2 separate regions of the Sus scrofa genome follow, and region 1 is linked to region 2. The links are chromatin contacts, called in public HiChIP or PLAC-seq maps. All regions are on one chromosome and are shown on one strand. Each heading gives the region's core, a stretch centred on a gene start, on an enhancer-like site or on the middle of the called end of the contact. The rest is flanking DNA. Distances are from core to core; before and after follow the strand shown.

Region 1 (2,700 bases), core at 121-2,620, 210 kb after region 2:
TTGGGTTGGAGGCAGCACTGCAAATGCAAACCCTCCGTTTCCTTTTTGGAAAGTTGGAAGCAGACCCTTTATGACATTTTCCAGGGGAGGGGGAAGGGGCGCTGGCTGGGTTTACGGCAGTGACACTGTTTGTGTAATGACATCAGCTCCCACAAGGCCCCTCAGCGGTGTCAACAGCTGGGGAGGGCCTGGAACATAGGCTAAGGCGCTCGGATGGCTGGGGGAAGTGGGGACCGCCGTGCCTTGAGGTGCCTGAGCACCTGCGGTGTGGGCTGGCAGGGGCAGGACCACTGGGTTTCTGGGTACCAAGGAAGCAGTTGCCACCTCCTGGAGCAGGGCCCGAGGCTGCTAGGCTGAGAAAGCCTGCTACAGCCCTTCCAGGCCGGGCTGCCTCCGCAGCTTTCCTGGTAAGGCCTAGGCTGCACCTGGCCACGCTCCTCGGCAGCTGCCTCCTTGGTGGACGCCTCCTCGCCCCCAAGGACAGCCAGGCATCCTTTCTAAAGCTTCCTAGAGATACTGTCCCCAAGCAGGCAGCCCTGGTCCACGGGGTCCGATGTCCTCACACAGGCTTATGCCCCTGCCCAGCCACCTGCCCGAGCCCGCTGCACTGCCCCGGGGCCCCCCAGACCTGCCCGCACACTGAAAGTCAAGGCCTGGCTCTTCTCAGAGAGGAAATTGGTTTTATCTTCCCTGCTGGAGTTTGGCAGCGCAAAAGGGTCGTAGCCCAGCAGGAAGCTTGGGCCCTCCTGGTCTGGGTTCCCTCTGCCTCCCTGCTTCGGCCCGTGTCGCAGCTGCCGTGTACTGGGCACCTGCTCTGTGCCAGGCACTTTACTCCTGCGACCTCATGTTATCTTCACACCAACCCTGTGAGACAGGGGTTCTCACCCCCACTGACATGGAGTAAAATGAAGCCCAAGGTCACTGGGCAGGAAAGTGGGAGAACTGGATTCAGACTGGAGCTGGGCTCTCGGACCACAGGCCTCGTTGCACGCAAGCTCTGCGGCCCCTACTCAGTTCTTCTCGGGCTGCAGGGGAATACTGCCAGGTGAGTCACCACTGAGGTTGGGCACAGTGTCATCTTCAGAGGTGGCAGCCAGGCTGGTGGGCAAGTCTCTGGAAGCCTGGCCTCAGCTAATCCTGAGGCTGTTTGGCTGCCTGGAGGTGTTTGGGGGCATTTCAGAGACGCCCCCAGAGACAGGGAGAAGACAGAACAGCCCTGGGAAGGCGTACTGGTCTCAGCGGGATCCAGGACCAAGGCTGAGAGCCAAGGCGCTTTTCCAAGCAGGCAGCAGCCCTCCAACGCCCCGTGTGGTGTGCGTGCGTTTTGTCGGCCCAGTCCTTGCGAGGCACTGCCCTGCTCAGACAGTCGTCCTGCTTCTGTTCACACCAGCCCGGCTGCTCTGCTCTGCCTGGAAGGGCTGTGGCAGCCCCGCCCCCTCCGGCCCTGGGCCGGAGTCTCCCCCCCACGTCCCCGAGGGGCTCGCACTGCTGGCGTCCCAGGCGCCCCTGCTCTGGAGCCAGCGGCCTGCCCAGCAGCAGGGCACTGTGCTTCCTGGTCAGCCAGGCTCCAGCCTCGCCCTCCTGCTCAGCACCCCAAGGACAAAGGGGCCTGGCCTCTGCGGACGGTCAAGGTGGCAGCTCGGCCAGGTTGGCATTTGTCCACACGGGCTGCCTTCCCCGCGTCACAGGCCCAGCCCGAACCCCGGCCACCTCTGAACCCAGCCCCGCAGGTGGCAGTGAGGACCCAGCCTCGGGAAGCGTCTCTTCCTCCCCCGCCCCCGCCCCGGGAGATGGAACCAGGAGGTGAGGTGTTGCGGTTTGTACAGTTAGGAGAGGGTGTGGAGTGGCGCTAGCGTTCGAAGAGTGTATTAACCAGACTTGTGATGTGTAGGTGCTTGAAGAAAAACATACCAGATTAGTCTTTAAAAGAAAAAGATTCCCAGTTGTCCTTGTCCTTACCTGCTGGGTGGTGCGGGGTCCCTGCTTTTCTGCCACACGGTGACGCTGAAGGTTGGGGTGGAGGTGAGGGGACAGATGGGGGGCTGCCCCCTGGACCTGCCTGCAGGCTGAGGCTTCTGTGCCGAGCGAGCGAGCGGCGCAGGGACAGCAGCCTCAGGTCCCACAGCTGCCAGGGAGGGAGGGAGGGAGCTCTGCGGCCCAAGCAGGGGAGGCCGGGAGCTGCCCACTGGGGCTCTGCCTCTGCAGTAGCCGCAGCAACAGGCACAGACCGCCTTGAGTTGCCCGGGCTGCGCCGCGATAGAAATCACGGAGACCCCGAGGGATCAGGAGCTGGTCCCTTTAGGTAACTGAAAAATATCAGGGTCTCCGTGTTCAAAGGCAGGCTGGAGCGTGGAGCAACCGCAGTGGGGTTACGGGGCCCAGACCCGGACCACAGCCCGGCCGCACCCTAGGGTACCCAAGCGTGTCCGCGCCCAGACCCCGCCAGCCCCACTCCCCTCCTGCTCCCCAGCGCCTCCCACCCTCCCCGACTCCCTCCTGCCTTTCGGAGTTCTGTTCACTCAGAATTGTAAATGTTTAGTTGTGACCATGACATATTGTTTGGGTCAATGTTCCTTTCCAATGCATACTAATATATTACAGTTATTATATATGAATATATTTAATGACATGAAAAAGTTGTGGATTTTTTTTAAGGTTTTTTTTTCTTTTTTTTTTGGTTAGAATTGTAATGGACCCAGA
Region 2 (2,700 bases), core at 190-2,689:
ACTAGGAACCATGAGGTTGAGGGTTCGGTCCCTGCCCTCACTCAGTGGGTTAAGGATCTGGCGTTGCCGAGAGCTGTGGTGTAGATCACAGACGCGGCTCGGATCCTGAGTTGCTGTGGCTCTGGTGTAGGCCAGTGGCTACAGCTCCGATTAGACCCAGAAGCGGCCCAAGAAAATGGCAAAAAGACCAAAAAAAAAAAAAAAAAGTAGACGTCTTTCGTCTTTCTATCTCCAAACGTGGCGGTTTATACCCTTCAATCTGGAAGCCTTCTTCTCTCCATAAGGCAAGTCTGCCTAGTTCTGTGAGACTCACTCTGGCTCCTAGTTTGTCATGGGTTTGTCTAACAAGTCAACGTCATTGTCAGTGTTGGCTGGCACCCCCGCCATGCACTAACATCAGCAGGATTTGGAGAGTCCGATGTTGACGTCTGGACTCAGGCCGCTGTGTCAGAGGGGCGTCAGTCTAAGGCAGAGCACGGGGGGTGTACCTCTCGTCCCCACTTCCCACCTCCGACCCCCTCTCTCCTCGATCCTGGCTGTTCTGAATCCTGTCCTTACACCGCGGTCCGCAGCCCCTCCCTCGGCCGCAGGAGAGGATCTGATTAAACCAGCTCCTTCTAAAGCCAGGGTCCTTAACCATTTTTATGGCATGGGCCCCTTTGGCAGTCCAGCAAAGCCTATGGACTCTATTTCAGAAGACCGTTTTAACTTCAAAAAATAAAACACATAGGACCCAAAAGAAAACAACGGTTTTGTATTACAGCTTTAACATAAATAAAAATAAATTGGAAAGCTGGTAACATATGTGCTTCTTTGTTAATGTGCTAAATAACATGCTCCCAGGCAGAGCTAATAGCTGGCATAATTTCTAGTCAGTGATAAACGTAACTGATACTTCTATTATCAGCAACAACTATAGTGTGATCTAAAAATGCCAGTTAATGTACTGCTGATAAAGTCACAGGTTCTGTTTGTTGGCACCTCTGTGGTTGGGCACATATGTCTGTGATTAAAAGAAACACTCTGAGTTCCCGCTGTGGTGCAATGGGATCTGCATCTCTGTAGCGGCAGGACGCAGGTTCGGTCCCCTTCCCGGCACAGTGGGTTAAAGGATCCGGCATTGCTGCAGGTGCAGCATAGATCGAACCTTGACTCAGATCTGATCACTGGCCGGGGAACTCCATATGCCATGGGGCAACCAAAAAAGAAGACAAAAAGAAAATAAATGCCCAGTTTCCACTGAAAGTGAGTAAAAATGAAGACGTCTATTTTTCTCCTCTGAACGGAACAATCCAGGTGAAGAACTCTGGGATGTGACTGGAGACTTCCTCCCACTAGGGGGCGCTGGTATTTTAGAAAGAGGCGAACAGGCCTCCAGTTGAGGGCGGGCGAGCTACCCAGGACGAAATGTCCTGCCCTTTTCTCTGGCAGGGCAGGGATCTCACAGGCTGAGACCATCACCAGCCCGCCTTCCACCCACCCTTCCACCACCTCCGAACCCTCACAGGCACACTCCGATGACAGTGGAGGTAGAACTCTTGGCGTAATTGTCTGCAACATACACAGAGGTTTCCTGGGCACAAACCACCTGCCAACCAGCACTCAGAAGGGTTTGCCAACCCAGTGGGTGCCATTCAAGGCTGTCCAGGTCCAGGTTCTTGGCTGTAACGAGAGTTCTGACGCCAGGCCAGCAGGGCCGGAAAGAGCCCATAGGAAGATCACAGGCTCTGGTTCCAGTGCCAGCTGCTCTGGCTCTGCCATCCTTCCTTCTGTGGCTGGTGGGAAGCCAGGCCTCACAGGGGCAGCGTCTGATGAAATCTAAGGAGGGCCAGTGGCCTTCCAAGTGCTTTCTGTGTAACATGTCATTTAATCCATGTAATGACCTTGAAAAGTCAGTGCTGTTAATTATCTCCATTTTGGAGATGAGGAAATAGAGGCCCAGGGCCGCAATAACTTGCCTAAATTTACATGGTAAGTATGCGGTGGGGCCAGGGTTTCTAAAGCAGGTTGTCTGGGGCCTGCCCCTTCACTACTCACTGCCTCTCAAATGATTTCAAAGCTGATAAAGGCCATATAAAGACGTTCCCCCCAAAAACAAAAACTTGGGGGTTCCTCACCCCTAGATCTGCCTTATAAGAAATGCTAAAAAGAATTCTTGGAGTTCCCCTTGTGGCTCAGCGGTAACAAATCCAACTAATACCCATGAGGATGCAGGTTCAATCCCTGGCCCTGCTCCGTGGGTGAAGGATCCGGTGTTGCCGTGAGCTGTGGTGTAGGTCGCAGATGCGTCTGGGATCTGGCGTGGCTGTGGCTGTGGCGTAGGCTGGCGGCTACAGCTCTGATTTGACTCCTGGCCTGGGAACTTCCATATGCCGTGGGTATGACTCTAAAAAGAAAAAAAAAAAAAACCAATTCTTTAAGATGAAACAAAAGGACACTAATTGGTAACATGAGAAGATGTGAAAATATATAACACACTGGTAAAAGAAAGTATATAGTCAGATTTAGGACCCTCTAATACTGTAGTACAGAGGTGTATTAACCACTTAACTCTAGTATAAGGGCTAAAAGTATTTACAATAGCTATAGTTACCATAATTTGTTGATGAATATGCAATATTACAAGATTTAAACTGTGACAGCAAAAACATATAAAAGGAGGGAGTGAAAGGTAGACTTTTTGTATGCCCTCGAAGGTAA

What was found. HiChIP or PLAC-seq counts read pairs in DNA pulled down with a chosen protein or histone mark.
Region 1: a contact with region 2 is called in an H3K27ac HiChIP or PLAC-seq map of skeletal muscle. The contact joins two enhancer-like sites. A contact is called at or near these places in 1 of 47 Hi-C or Micro-C datasets (embryonic fibroblasts) and 1 of 2 datasets of contacts at active chromatin or transcription factors (skeletal muscle).

What each region holds. Positions count from the first base shown.
Region 1 is chr12:54,289,416-54,292,115 of Sscrofa11.1, forward strand. It overlaps NTN1 (netrin-1), which reads left to right. Exons shown (of 8, transcript NM_001044548.1): 8 at 2,683-2,700. The coding sequence ends at 2,690. Among named protein-coding and RNA genes, the nearest start is that of TRNAE-UUC, 130 kb to the left of the region's middle. Within about 2 kb of position 1,371, at least 16 of the 83 cell types and tissues checked have an H3K27ac peak or open chromatin away from gene starts, as enhancers often do. A contact at or near this core is called in skeletal muscle, where this site is marked.
Region 2 is chr12:54,077,517-54,080,216 of Sscrofa11.1, forward strand. No RefSeq gene overlaps it. Among named protein-coding and RNA genes, the nearest start is that of NTN1, 11 kb to the right of the region's middle. Within about 2 kb of position 1,440, at least 4 of the 83 cell types and tissues checked have an H3K27ac peak or open chromatin away from gene starts, as enhancers often do. A contact at or near this core is called in skeletal muscle, where this site is marked.